Linked DNA regions of Mus musculus: region 2 is linked to region 1. A link is a contact called in public Hi-C data. All regions are on one chromosome and are shown on one strand. Each heading gives the region's core, a stretch centred on a gene start, on an enhancer-like site or on the middle of the called end of the contact. The rest is flanking DNA. Distances are from core to core; before and after follow the strand shown. Region 1 has its middle 47 kb from the start of Gm30733. Region 2 overlaps 5031425F14Rik (RIKEN cDNA 5031425F14 gene).

Region 1 (7,144 bases), core at 2,497-4,996:
CTGAAATGTCCCTATAAGGCCTTGCTTGGGTCAAGGGTTTAGTCCCCGGGAGGATACGACTGAGAGGCGATAGAACCTTTAAAAGGTGGGGTCTATTTCAAGTCATTGGCAGGGGTGGAAGCTGTGGGACTCTGGTCTCTCAGAGCTTCCTTTGCTTCCTGGCCACCATACAGAGATCTGCTTACTCGTGAGGCACCTCTGCACTCAGGCCCAGAGACGCAGGCACCCCCGAACAAACAGGAGTTGAAAGTTCCAGAGCCGTGGGCCCAAATAAACCTGTCCTCTCACTCAGACAATTGTCCAGGGTGTGCCTTGCATTCACAGAAAGCTAACTAACACAGATACCGCATACATACATACATACATACATACATACATACATACATACTACAACAAACACTCTACACACCCACCCATGAGTGTGTAAATCAGTGAAGCAGGGTTAATGAGAGCCCTTACAGCCATGTCAATTAATGCCAAAATCTAGGTCTTGGGACAGAGGATAGGAATTGGAAATATGGCAGATTGGACCCACTGCCCTGTGGCTGGTAGATGGGTCCACAAAGACTTGCCCAGAGTGAGGGCTGAGAGACCTGTTCATCTGTTTGGGGGTCATGGGTGCTCATTGCCTTTATGTTGCTGTGACAAAACCTGACAGAAACACCCTAGTGAAGGAAGGATTTACTCAGGTGGATCTCAGTTCACCATGGCGGATAGGAAGACATGACGAAGCAGTTCCTCAGCCCACCATGGCAGGGAGCAAAAAACCTGGCTGAGCAGCTTGTGCCAGTGGGAATGTGTTGCAGAGAACGCTCATATCATGGTGGACCCAGAAGGAAAAGGCAACAGGAAACAGTTGAGGCAATATGCCACACCCCCACATCCCCACATTGTGACCGACCTTCTCTAGCTAGGCTCTGTTCCCCCAGGGTCTTAGACCCCCTCAAAATAGTAACCAGTCATGGAGCAAGCATTCAAACCACAAGACTGTGAGCAGTGGTTCAGATTTAGACTGTGACAGTGAGCAAAGGCAGACTTTAATAAGTCTTTTCCACATGCTCAGATCTGCTCTGGGGATGCTGTGAGGTCATAGTCTGGCTCGGCTCCTGCACCTCCAAAGCCCAGCTCAGAAAATAAGTTCCATCCGTGTGTCAATATGGCACCCAGCCCTTCTCACGGGACGTGTTCTTTCCACTCTTCTGGGCTTTTGCCTCCTGTTTGAAAAATAGTTCTTGTTTTCATTTTCCATGTTTCAGATGCAGCTGTTGCCATGGTCTCTGGGAGCCTGAGCATCCATAGTGCAGCGGACAAGTGAGAGTTTCTATGGAGGTAGGGAGCGAGGGGTGGGGACCAAGAGCTGTGGCCTGGCCCGCAGGAGGATCAGGGAGGAAAGACCTGAGCGGACAGTTGGAAAGGATGCCGGAAGGCTGCAGCCCCCTTTATCTCCTAAAATCTTCACATGTATCAACTAAAAACAGAAAGAAGAGGAATAGGGTAAGGTGTCTGCTGTGTAAACTGGTCCCCAGCCCATGTTAAAGCTGGGTGTGGCCATGGTGTCTGTAATCCAAGCACCGGGGCAGGAAAGGATCCCTGGACTCGATGACCAGCCAGGCGAGCTGAAGCAGGAAGCTCTGGGTCCAGTGAGTGTCGTTGTCTCAAAAGATAAAGTGGAGGCCGGGCGTGGTGGCTAACACCTTTAATCCCAGCACTCGGGAGGCAGAGGCAGGCAGATTTCTGAGTTCGAGGCCAGCCTGGTCTACAAAGTGAGTTCCAGGACAGCCAGGGCTATACAGAGAAACCCTGTCTCGAAAAAAAAAAAAAAAAAAAAAAAAAAAAAAAAAAGATAAAGTGTAGAGTGACTGGGAAAGACACCAATGTCAATCTGATCCCCACAAACACCTTCATGGGCAAATACATCTCATACGCTTGTGCACGCACACACACATGCACACACACACGCACACAGGCACACACATGCATGGGCGCGCACCTGTACACACACAAAGAGAGAGGGGAGTAGGAAGAAAAAAGGAAGTCAGGAAAAGAGGGCCATTGGATGGTGACAAACTGAGTCATGGAGTCAGGAGTGACACTGGTATGAGAGATGTGTCTAATTCTTCCCGGATTCCATCTAGTCACAACGAGGCAAACATCAATGGGAGGTTCTGAGCAGGGGAACCGCTGTAACTGGAAGCCGGGATGGGGGCTGGGCGGGAGGGCAGAGGTGAGAAACTCATGAGCAGCTTGTAAAAACCAGGTGGCTCCAGCCAGCAGAGAAGGCAGGAGGGGGCTGGCCTTGGTCCAGGTTCTGAAGATGGGGTGCACACATTTCCTGGTAAGAAGAGGACAAAGACAGCTCCCAGGTATGCTGCCTAGGTGCGGGACGGATGAGCTTGCAGTTAATAGGGAAGCTGGCAGGATCCCTCGATTTGGTCAGGATGGTCATCCTGTCTGGGCGCTATAACAAAATCCCCCTCATAGAATAGTTTACAGAAACCAGAAATGTATTTTATTTTATTTTATCAGTGTAGACGCTGCAAAGGCCAAGGTCCCGAGACAGAGTCTGGGGAGGCCCCTTTCTGGACCCAGGTGTCCCCTTCTCTGTATAGTTCTGTAGTGGGAGCAGGTGATCAAGTTCCCTTGCACTTCTTTCATAAGAGCACTCATGTCATTTCTGGGAGCTCCACCCCTCAGGACCTAATCACTCCTCGGCGGGTCCTCCTAACACATCACCTAGGGGCAGGATTTTACTACATGCACTGGGGGAGGCCCCAGCAGAGGTAACGTGCCCACCCCTTACATACATTCAGGAGCTCAGCGCTCAAGAGGGTTCAGGGCACAGAAGCACACGTGGGCACTATCACCATGCAAGACTATTTAAATCCTTCTTGAAGATTTCCCAGGGAGAGAACAGCTGGTCCCAGTCTCATGCTGACTGTGAGATCCTAGGCAAGGCCAATCACCACTGAAGCTCTCTGTTGGTCTGCAAACTGATAGATCGTAGCAGCTGCTCTTTGGTGTCCTGTCCAGATCTCTAATCTACAGAACAGGACTTCAGGGTGGATGGACCTCTGCTGAGGAAGAGGAGCTACCCACAGGCTAGCACTGATCCTACCAAGATAAGATCTGGATCAGATGGGACATGCAGGACTGAACAATTCTGGTACACTTGCCACAAGACACTAGAGGCCCCTATATCCCCCAAGCTGCCAGGCTGGGACCACCAGTAACCAAACCCTTGACCACATTTAGTTCTCCACAACGTGGAACTGGAACCATTGGGAATCAATTCAGTGAGATGTCTGAGCTAGAAAACCTGCAGCATCCAGGGCCAGAGGAATGGGAAGTGTCAGCCCGTGCCTACCCAGCCTGGGAAATGGATCCCTGTGCCTTCAGCAAGAGCTTTCTGCTCTTCATCCCAGGGCACACCCAAGTCACTACCATCTGTGAGTAATGCCTTGGATATAAAAGGACGGGTGCTCTATGGGGTAGAGTAGATGTCCACCCTGGCAAGACTGTCTCTCTCCAGTTGATGTCTCTGAGGTAGGGACGTGGAACATGGAGGAAGTCTGTTTCCAGGCCAAGCAGAACATTCATGGAGTCAGAAAACAACACAGGGACAGATATATTGAAGAAGTTTGTTGGGTTGGATCGAGAATTTCTGCAGCTAAAGTCAGAGTAAGGAGGACTCGCTTTCAATGAGGTCAGGGTGAGGAGGGAGCCTCACAGATCATGCAAAAGAGACCAGTGCGAACACTCATCTCCGTGAGTGATGGGTGTGGTGCTCAGGAATACAAAATCAAGACACGCTCCCTTGGCTGGAACCCTGCCTCTTTTCATTTTTCTTCCATGTCACCTCGGACAAGAGACACAGCCTTTCAGCGTCTAGAACTTTCATTTGACAAATGAACTTACACAGACAGAGGCCAGAACACATGGTACCACGCAGGGCCTGCTTCTCCGACGACTGGCTGATCCCTTGGCTACATTCCAGATTTCTTTTTACTGCTCTTTGAACAGCTGCCCAGAACACATCTGGATTCAAACTCCACAGGCACACAAGAAGAGCTCGGCCCATGAAGAATGCAGCTCAGCCTTCTCTGTCATCAGAGGAAGTCAGGGTGGCTGCAGTATGGGCAGCTTGGGGCGGTGTGTGTGTGTGTGTGTGTGTGTGTGTGTGTGTGTGTGGCAGCAGAAGACTTTAAAATCGCAGCATGAAGCCAAGATACAGCATGTAATGTGGTGGTCAAAAACAGAGGAGCCAAGAGGTGTTTTGGGATGGTGCCAGCCAAGTGTTGAGAGCTGGCATATGATGGACAGACAGACGGACACTCTGGCAGCCAGGGGGGGGAGGAATGGGAATGTGAGAGCACCTGCTGTCCTTTGAAACCCAAGAGAATCCACTAGAACTCTCACTACTCCAATCTACACCCATTAAGGGGGCTATACCAGCCAATTATAACACCCACACAAAGAAACGTGAAGCAATCCTAGATGTTTCTGGAGAGGGAAAGAATGTAGGAGGAACCTACTGACCAAACTCAGTGTTGATGTTGGGACAGAAAGAGATGGATGGACAAAGTGCCAGTCTGTAAATGAATGGACTCTGATTGTAATGGTTAATTTTCATGGGTGACTTGACTGCACTTAAAATAACCAAGGAGACGCACTTCTATCATGCCTCTATGTGTTTTACTGAGAAGGGAAGATCTACTCCAAATGTGAGCAAGTACCATCCCACTGTCAGGGTCAGGGTCAAGAGGATTCCTAGAGGGCCAGAGTGAGCAAGGAGCTCATGGTTGTGTTGATAAGACCAACCCAGGTATTGGCTCACGTCCCCTCAGTCAAATGGTGGGCGTGGCGAGTAAGAACTCAAAGCTGAGGTGGGTGATGGTGGCACATGCTTTTAATCCCAGAACTCAGGAGGCAGAGGCAGACAGATCTCTTGAATCTCTTGAGTTCCAGGTCAGCCAGTGTTACACAGGAAAACTCTGTCTCAAAAGAAAAAAAAAATCCAAAACTGGGGGCACAATGAGTCACAAAGTTCATGAAGAAATATCAATCTGACAGAAGCATTTGTCTCTCTCTGCTTCCTGACTGGGTGCAATGTGACCAGCTGCCTCGTGCTCCTGCGGCCACCTCTGGAACCACTTTCAGTGTCACATATTCCCCATGATGATGGACCAAACATCTTCAACTGTGAGCCTAGATAAACTCTTCCTTCCATAAGCTGCTTTTGTTGGGGATTTTGACACAGAAATGAGGACAGTAACTTAACACAATGGCCCAACCCCAAAGAGGATAAATCTAAATTCCGTAGCTAATGGAGCACTTGGGTATGATCACAGCAAGTCACTGAGACCCAGGTGAACAAAGCTAGAAAACAGAAGAAGGAAAGAAAAGAGTGCGCTGTACATTCCTAGTGAAGACAGGACTGGTTGACCAGATGTCTGTTTTCTTCATCACCAATCCTCACATGATATTACAGGATGATGTCATGAGGAAAATGGTCTAAAGTGAACTTAAAAATATAAGTCATAAAGTACTTTTTTTTTTGCAAAAGAGAATGAGTGATACATGTAGTCAGGTGTTCTCATACATAGGATTGTAATAACGAAAGTACAGAGCTGACTTGGAGCCAAGCAAGAAAACTTAACAAAAGTTCGTATCCACACAGAGGTAGGTTGATGATATCATAATAATTAGAGGATGTAGATTAGGGGGAGGGGGATGGGCTCCAGAACATCATGGAGACGCACCATGCTCTACACAATCCAGTCCATTTCTCATTATGTATATCAGAATAAACTCCAGATGTACTGGTAAATTAAATGTAGAAATCATCAAAGTCCCAGAAGAGAGTAAATGAATATTTACACAATATTGTGGGTGTTTGTAAACATAAATATGGAAAGCACAAAGGAAAAGTTTGCTGAACATGAAACCAAAATTAAAGAGCCTTCTCTCTCCTCTCTTAAATGCATTCGTTTCTCCGTGCCGCAGACTTACTTCACGTGCCGTCTCTGGCGTTCATTCATCCGTCCTCTGTGCTCATTCCGAGGCAGGTATTTGTTTAGGAAGGGAAACCACACTTATTCATGGCAAGGTCTTCTGTTTGGGGAGAGATTGACTACCATGGGCAGTGGCCTCACTGCAGTGGGAAATATCCTGTCTCCCCACGCTCCTAGGCACGAAGACTCTGCCTCCTCGGCGATAAAGGGTGGAATCAACTCAGCCTTAGTCAGGGACTTCTGTCACCAGAAGTCACACCCAGGTCAGAAGTGATGACTGCAAATCACCCTCCCCAGATCACAGATTCGCCACAGGGCATACGGCACAACAAAACCCATTCTCCACCCCCAGGACAGGAAATCGATGGTCCCCATGCCCCGGGCAGATGGCTGATTTATAGGTGTTGTCTTCCGCTGAGGAGCACAGCCCTCTCCCAGGGCCAGCAGCATGAGAGCATTTATATGCATCACTGTGCTTATGTAGAGAACAGATGGGAAGCCTTCTGCAGGGGACGCAGTGTACATCATTGCATTTCTCAAGGGGGTAGTGGGGACACTGGGGACAGTGGGGACAGTTCTGATGAGCCAGCTTCCTGGAACCAACCCCCCCCCCCCAGCAGTATTCAGGGTAGGAGAAGGGGGTGTGGGAAGAGCACCAGCCGCTCTGGCTGCTAGCATCTTGCAACTGTCACAAGACCCAAATCTTCTCCCTCCACCTTGCAGTCCCAAGAAAGCCCAGCGTCCTGACACATTCTTAGAGCCTTCTTGAACTCTAACACCTTCCTGCCCTGTGACTCTCCTTACGTGGACAAGGTCACATGAGGCAGAATTTACATACCTTCTCTCTGGAGTGACCTTGAAGAGAAAGAAGCCTCACATTGTTCTTTGGGACTTGAGGACTCTCTCCCTTCAGGACCCCTGTCCTGATGTCTCTCCTAATACTCCGGGACTTCATGGTGGCTATCTATGGCCCTAAGACCCGGGCAAGGTTATTCAACGCCTCTGTGTCTGGGTTTCCAGCTTTGTATAGTAGAGTTAATGATGACCCGCCTCTGGGAGCAGGCTATGTGAGTCAGGACACCAGCACTTCGGCAGGCCTAAGCTCCCTCTAGCATCCAGGCTTGTTTGAATTC
Region 2 (7,144 bases), core at 1,639-4,138, 130 kb before region 1:
AGACTGAAAGCTGAACTCAAGTTTAGATTCACCCCACTCTTGGTTTTGGCCCCAGACATTTATCACATTTTTGCTCGGTGGCTCATGGAGCGCAACATTGGTGTCTGAGGAAACCTGGTCTTTGCGTGGGGAAGCCTTAAAACAAAGAACACGCAACTGGGTCCAAGCTTCCATTCCATCCAGAACTCCCGCTTCATCACCAAGTGCTATGGCTGACCAACATGTGAGGCTGGTGTGAAGACCAATAAGCTTCCATTACATCCTTACAGAGAGGGGGGAGCATCTCCCTTGACCATCCCCACAGGACAAAGTCCTTTCCCTTCAAAGAGTATTAGAAGGCTTAAGCTTGAGAGCCAGGCTCCCCTCTCTGGGAGTGGATCGTTGCTGTTTGTCTCAATACATCCTCCCTGCCTTCGCTCTCTTTCAGACTTTAGAAAACACTTTAAGGAAGAGTCACTGGTCTTCTGGACGCTGTTCAGTGTGGCATTGTGGGTGGCATGTCATGGTTTCCACAGAGCAAAGACTTTCCTTCCCTCTCTCTCTAGATTAATCTCATCATTTTATGTATGTGAATGTATGTATGTATGTATGTATGTATGTATGTATGTATGTATTATGTATGCATGTATGTTTGTACATAGATGAGTGTATGTATGTGAGTGTATATATTATGTGAGTGTATGTATGCATGCCTGCATGTATGCCTGCATGTATGTTTGTATGTATGTACATACGTACATACCTGGGGTCTGAGGAGGTCGGAAAACTCTAGATGCACTGGGGACTGGAATTCTAAATGGATGCTGGGAACTGAACCCAGGTCCTCTGCAATAGCAACAAGTGTTCTTAACTCTGAGACATCTCTCCAGCCTCGTTTTCCTCCAATTCTCCCCCATTTTTTCTCAGGCTTCTTAGAGTCATGAAGTTGTCAATTAGAAATACCCCAGGTCTCTCATCCCAATCAGCAGTTGCTGTGGAGACTGTCGTAGATCAGAGTGGATTCATGGCCTCTGTGGGGAAGCTAGGATGCTTCGTTAAGACACATAATTTATGATCGGAGCTCTTAGGGAGGAATCTGAAACTTCAACATGTTCATCTGGCTCATGATGCCACATCCTTCACCCGTGTTTCAAAATCTTGTCTGTGTCTAAATCACACAAGCGCCCCGAGGAGAGAGATTTCTGCTTGTGTTTCTTTCAAAAGCCCCGGAATGTCTCCAGGACACGTGTTAAGTGTTTCTTGGCTCCTCTAGATTTTGAAAGGTGGCCAGAAGTGCTCCAGTCTCTGTTCTCAGAAAAAGCTACAGAAGAAAGATGACTCAAGCCCACTGGAACCGCCAGGCTGTGGGTTGTCAGCCTCTCAGGGGTGTGCTGAGTAGGCCTTTCTCCCAGTTACAGGCCGCCAGTCTCCGTCCCTGTTAGGCTGAAAACATGGCTGTTCATACTGCCATGTCTAGAAACTGGAGAAGTCATGGATTCCCGCTTTACTGCTGAATGCAAAAGAGACAGTTCAGTGTGTGTGTGCGTGCGTGTGTGTGTGTGTGTGTGTGTGTGTGTGAACAGTGAATAGCACACCTTGCCACAGGGAAGGAAAAGAGAGAGAGAGAGAAAATTCTAGAATGGAAATTAGCTGGAAACTGGAGGTAGGAGCTGCCAATTAGAAACCATGTCCTCCAAGATCCATGTCTTCCTTTGGGGTTATTTGGGAAATCGTTCTGATGCCGGAGGATGCACAGCCATGTACGCTTCCACTGATGTTATGGTCATGGCCCTCATTGCAGCCTCCCGTAGAAGAGACGCAGTACTGACTACTGCTGTCTGATCAATATTTTCTTTTCCACCTTCCCCTCTGCCTTGTCTCGGGCAACCCAGATGAAAGTGTTCATGAGTTATTTATTCTGAAATCTAAGAGCAGAAAGATGGAAGGAACAAGCGGGAGAAGTCTTCGTTCATGCTCTCTGATGTGGATTGTCCACCCAGGAGCAGGCGGCTGGCACTAGCTGCTGTAAGGGACGTGATCTGTGAATTCGAGTGACCAGCTTTGGTGTAGGCTCAAATAAGAAAACCAGCAAGGCTTGTTGCTGTGGCTTATACTTGGGAACATTTGGTTGCCAGTTGGGGCCACTGTTTTGGGAGACCTTGGAACTTTCAAGAGGCTAAGCATAGCTGGAGGAAGTGGTTTAAAAAAATTTTTTTTTTAGTATTTATTTTCTCCTAATTCCCACACTTTTTAATGTATGTGTGTGTATGTATATACGTGTGTGTATGTATGTGTGTGTATATGTGTGTATACATGTATGTGTGTAGTATGTTTACGTATGAGTATGTATGTGTGTGTGTGTGAATGTGTGTATGTGTGTGTGAATGTATGTGTGTTTGTATGTGTGTATGTATATGTATGTGTGTGTATGTGTATATGCGTATGTGTGTGTGCATTAGTGTGTGAGTGTCATAGCATGTGAGTGAAGGTTAGAGACAACTTTGGGAGTCAGTTCTCTCCTACTGTGTGTGTTCTGGGGGCTTGAACTTGGGTCAACAGATTTACTTGCAAGCCCTTTCACCCAGTGAGCCATCTCTCCGGCTCCTGCCTTCTCCTTTTGATGGCCAGAGGAAATCTTTGCTGCATGCCCCTGGCTCAGTCAGCGCTTGTCTGCTCATGGCCTGAGATGGGTTCCTGTGAGCCAGTCTTCCATTAGGACAGACAAGAAAAGGGTGGGTTTCTGAGAAGGGATTTTATATTTGGTTTTGTCTCTATGGTGATGTCTCACAGACCAGCCTCAAATGACTAGAACAGCAAGCATTTATTTTCGCCCTCAAGGTCCTTCAGTGTACGCTATGGGCCAGCAGATCCAGGCTGACTTTGTCTGGTCAGCTATGACTCAGTGTAGAGCAGCTGGGCTCAGCTCTAGCTAAGGGGTGGCCTCACTGTGGTTCTCATCGTGAGCTGTGCTGAGGTTCTGTCTAGAAGAGTTGCAGGAGCCAAGATGCAAATACATGCAGCCCTGATCACAAGGTATATTGTGCTATAGATGCTCTGCTCTGTCTTTAAAGCAACCTCAAAGTGAATTGGCAGGATGTCCACTCTGCCCTGCGGAGGACCCGAGGGTTATAGGCAAAAGGAGTCTGCCTACAAATGTATCCCAGAATGCAAGATCAGTATCAATGGCCTGAAAGACCCCAGATCCCCAGTCCCATGTGTGCCTTCAACAAGAACACGATTTCTCCAAATACAGTCATAATTGAGTCACACCTGTGGTGACAGCCCAGAAATCAGAATGATCTCTGAGACATTCTGTGGGTACCGTGCCTGAGGCACCTGCCAATGAGAACTCTACAGAGATGCAAGCGCCATATTGGTTTGTCAGGGCTGCTCTCTTGGCTGTTTCCATCTAGTTAAGTTACTTAAATTAAAATGTTAGGCAGATGAACATGTTGGTACATGCTTGCCCTACCAGTGATTGGGAGATAGAGGGCACAGGAACCATGAGTTTGGGGTCAGCCTGGGCTACATAGTAAGTCTTTGTCTCAAGAAACCAAAACCCTTAAGGATAGGGGTATAGCTTACGGGATCTTGCTTAGTAGTATCTAAGGTCCTGGAGCTATCCCCAGCATCAAGACTGTATTTAAAAATAACTCAGAAGTTAAAATTATAACCAGATGATATTAAAATGGAGAAGGCATATTTTATATCCATTAGCATGGGCCCCTTTACCTAACATCTTTTTTAAATCAACATTCTCTGGAGCGCATTGCCCATCCACTGTGACATATTAGCTTTGACTTACACAGATGTGATTCAAGTTTTCTGTTCTAATACCTTTGTTTATGTTTTTAAAAAAAGTCAAAGGAAATTTTAAGTAAACCAGCAGACAAAAGGCCAAAGTTTTGAAGCAGCTTCTGACGCTCCCTCCTGACCTCTGAGGAAACGTGGCACAGACTGAGTGTCCACAGCCTCCTTCCTCACAGAGCCATGGTCACCATTTTCCTCCCAGAAGTTCCTATGCACTCCAAGCTGGGCCTCTGTCCTTGGCCGTGCTTGGTTTCAGGGTAACCATGTCAGACATATATCATGTTAGTTAATATTCTCATTGTTATGGAGAAGAATCATCTCACCAGAAGCAACTGGAGGAAGGAAGGGTTCGGGGGTACAGTCCATCACAACGGGGAGCACAGGGCGGCAGGAGTGTGAGACAGCTGGTCACAAAGCACCTGCACTCTGGAAGCAGACAGATGGCTGCTGCTGATTGGCCGGTGTTCTCCACTTCCTTCAGTCCAGGGCTGTTCTGAGTTGCCTAGCTGGAGCTCAGGGTGGAACTACACTCTGGCTAGTGACACGAGATTTCTGGGACTCAGTTTCCCTGTTGGTGCTGGAAATGGACGAGAACAGGACCTTCCTTGGAGGAAACTAGGAGGGCGAAATGGAGTAAAGACATGGGATGCACCCAGAGGGTCTCTGGACCCAGAAGAAACATTTCCCTTCACATGGACAGGGCCATTTAGAGACTGTGTGATAGTCTAGCTAGCATGGCGACCTTATGTCTGTGCCTTAGCGGTCCACTTGGGGTCTTTGTAATAGGGGTGGGGTGGGCTGGTGATAGCAGCATCATTAACTTATGAAGAATAGCTTTCAAGTTAAAAATTGTTTTTCCAGAATAAGACATGCTAAATCCACCAGAGGGTGTTTTTTAAAGTCATTTCTAAGTCAGTGGAGATTTCAAGTGTGCTCAACGTCCCTGAGGGTAAAAACATTGCTGAGTGAAGCTTTCAGAAGAGAGAGAAAAACCAGGGCCTCAGAATGACCCCTGTCACCTGCCAATACTTTGAAATAAACCAGCCTGCCGTTTGACCTCCAGTGCGAATGTCCCATGGTTGAGGTGGGTAAGGATAGACTGACTCACAACCCAGACAGCCAGTCCAGCCTCCCGGGGGACTTCCTGTTCCTGCAGCCTCAGATGCAGGAGGGTTTGAGTGAAACCAGAGCCGGCGCCTGAGAACGAGAGGATGACCAAGCCAAATAAAAAGAGGGAGCCATTTTCATCTCTCTTTCATGCACGCCGATGGATCAGAAAATTGAGAGAGAATTAAAAGTAATTAAAAAGCTCTTCCAAATGGTGCAGGAAGCAGAGGAGGCTGCAGCCCCTAAGGGCAGGGAGCAATCTATGATGGGAGAGGAAGCAGCCCTGGGAAGAGCAAGAGCATGCCTGCGTGTTTATGTGTGTGTGTGTGTGTGTGTGTGTGTGTGTGTGTGTGTGTGTATGTGTGTGCATGCATGTGCAAGTGTATGTGTGTGTACATGTGCATGCGAATGTATTTGTGTGTGTATGTGCACATGTGTGTGTATGTGTGTGCATGCATGCATGCCTGTGTGTGCACAAGTGTGCATGTGTGTGTGAAAGTGTATGTGTGTGTATGTGTGTGCATGCATACGAGTGTATATGTGTGTACGTGTGTGTGTACGTGTGTGTGTGTGTGTGTGTGTGTGTGTGTGTGTGTATGTGTCTCAGAACTTGCCCTGTGTGAGTCCCCTTTTCTTTTCCAATCACACGGCAGAAGCAGGCTCGGCCAGCACTCATCCACATCCTAACCAGCTGTGTGTGAGGAGCCTGGAGGCTGGGTCTCACCACAGGCAGGTTCCACCGTGCTTTCCCTGCCAGGATCATGGACTGAAACAAAACCAGCATGAAAGGGAGCAGAGAGAGGGGCCATCAGGAGCTACTTTGAGCCGACCACCACGGACTGTGCTGTTAGTGAATGGCTTTAGACAGGCTCCCACGAAAGGGGCATGTGTCGTCTTCCCTTAATTCTGTGTGGCCCATGTCACCTTCCAGCTTGTCTCAAGAAGCTCACGGAACCCGACTAGCTGACTCCCCTCCTTCCTCTTTCTAGACTGTGTGTTGCAAAAGTTTGAATTTGGGGTTTCTGTCTACAACAGTAGAGGCGTTGAGCCATCGGTGGATGCCGGGCCCTTGGCTTCAGAGACTGGGTTAGAGACAGATATGTAAGACTCATATTTTGTACTTAGGTTTAAATTTTGGGATAAAAAAAAATGCCTTTCTCCTAGGGCTCCTGAAAATGGAAACAAGTACAAGAACAGAACTACCCTGAGAGGGGAGAAACCACTGACAACCAAAATGGTGGGAGGGAGAGATGGAGGGGTTGTTTCCCTGATCCTGCCATTCGAGTGCCTGGATCCAGCCATGTCTGAAGTCGATCCCTTTAAGGGCACAAGCTATGAGCTCTTCCTATCATACTTTCTTAATTTTTATTTTGAGTCTGTCAACTGTAATCACGACCGACAGATTAAAACGGTGACTACCTCAGTAAAGGTCTGAGATGCGTTCACTGATGCCAACGTCCTGATGAGAGTCCAGAACTAGGGTCCCCACAGACAGCGTCTGCTCTGCTCGTAACAAAGCACAGTCTTATAACTGGAGCTGAAGGCCTCTTGTCTCGGTGCCTCTCACATCTGTGGACTACAGTCTGGACTATGCTGAGCTAGACCACTCTCGATGCAGAAGCTTATTAATGCCCCAATATGAACATGGAGACCCCAGAAGCCAGGCCACACCTGGAAGCTATTAGTCTCATCCTCATCCATCTTGTCCTAGAAGACAAAAAAGTAAATATTATGCATAGGGTTATTAATATAACATGCATGTGATACATATTATGTGTTAGTTATTAATATTTGGCAAAAGACACATAGAACAAAAATCTTCATTGTTTGTATCTTCAGTGTGGATATTGTTTTGTCTAGACTCTGTTGTTTGGCTTTTTTTTGAGACAAAGACTCCATTTGTAACCCAGTCTGGCCTTGATCTCCCGATCCTCCTGCTTCAGGCTCTCCGGGACTGGGCAGACAGACAGATGTGCACTGCCATGGTCAGCTGTGATCTTAACAAACAAGCAAGCAAGTAAACATGCCAATAACCCTCCGAAACATCTCTTCTCTCTTACTATGAGACACAAAGTTAAGTATAGTCCAGCTTCCCCCGCCCCCTCCTTAAAGACTGGCTTTAATCCCATGGGGTCCCTCATCTCGAGTCAGGCGAAACGAGACACTTCAAGGTTTCGGAGACCCTTGAGAACATTCCTTCAGTGTTGTTTCCAGCTGGCGAGATTTAGAGTCCACAAACACACTCTCC

Evidence for each region. Hi-C and Micro-C count contacts between places; a contact is called where the count stands out from the background.
Region 2: a Hi-C map of uterus shows a contact between it and region 1, with 4 times the contacts expected there. The contact joins two enhancer-like sites. A contact is called at or near these places in 1 of 484 Hi-C or Micro-C datasets (uterus), 3 of 115 datasets of contacts at active chromatin or transcription factors (embryonic fibroblasts, embryonic stem cells and stem cell-derived neural progenitor cells) and 1 of 9 other capture datasets (embryonic stem cells).

Annotation. Positions count from the first base shown.
Region 1 is chr2:166,329,838-166,336,981 of GRCm38.p6, reverse strand. No RefSeq gene overlaps it. Among named protein-coding and RNA genes, the nearest start is that of Gm30733, 47 kb to the right of the region's middle. Within about 2 kb of position 3,746, at least 26 of the 459 cell types and tissues checked have an H3K27ac peak or open chromatin away from gene starts, as enhancers often do. A contact at or near this core is called in uterus, where this site is marked.
Region 2 is chr2:166,457,880-166,465,023 of GRCm38.p6, reverse strand. It overlaps 5031425F14Rik (RIKEN cDNA 5031425F14 gene), which reads right to left. Exons shown (of 3, transcript NR_015558.3): 3 at 6,254-6,603. Among named protein-coding and RNA genes, the nearest start is that of Gm30908, 10 kb to the left of the region's middle. Within about 2 kb of position 2,888, at least 55 of the 459 cell types and tissues checked have an H3K27ac peak or open chromatin away from gene starts, as enhancers often do. A contact at or near this core is called in uterus, where this site is marked.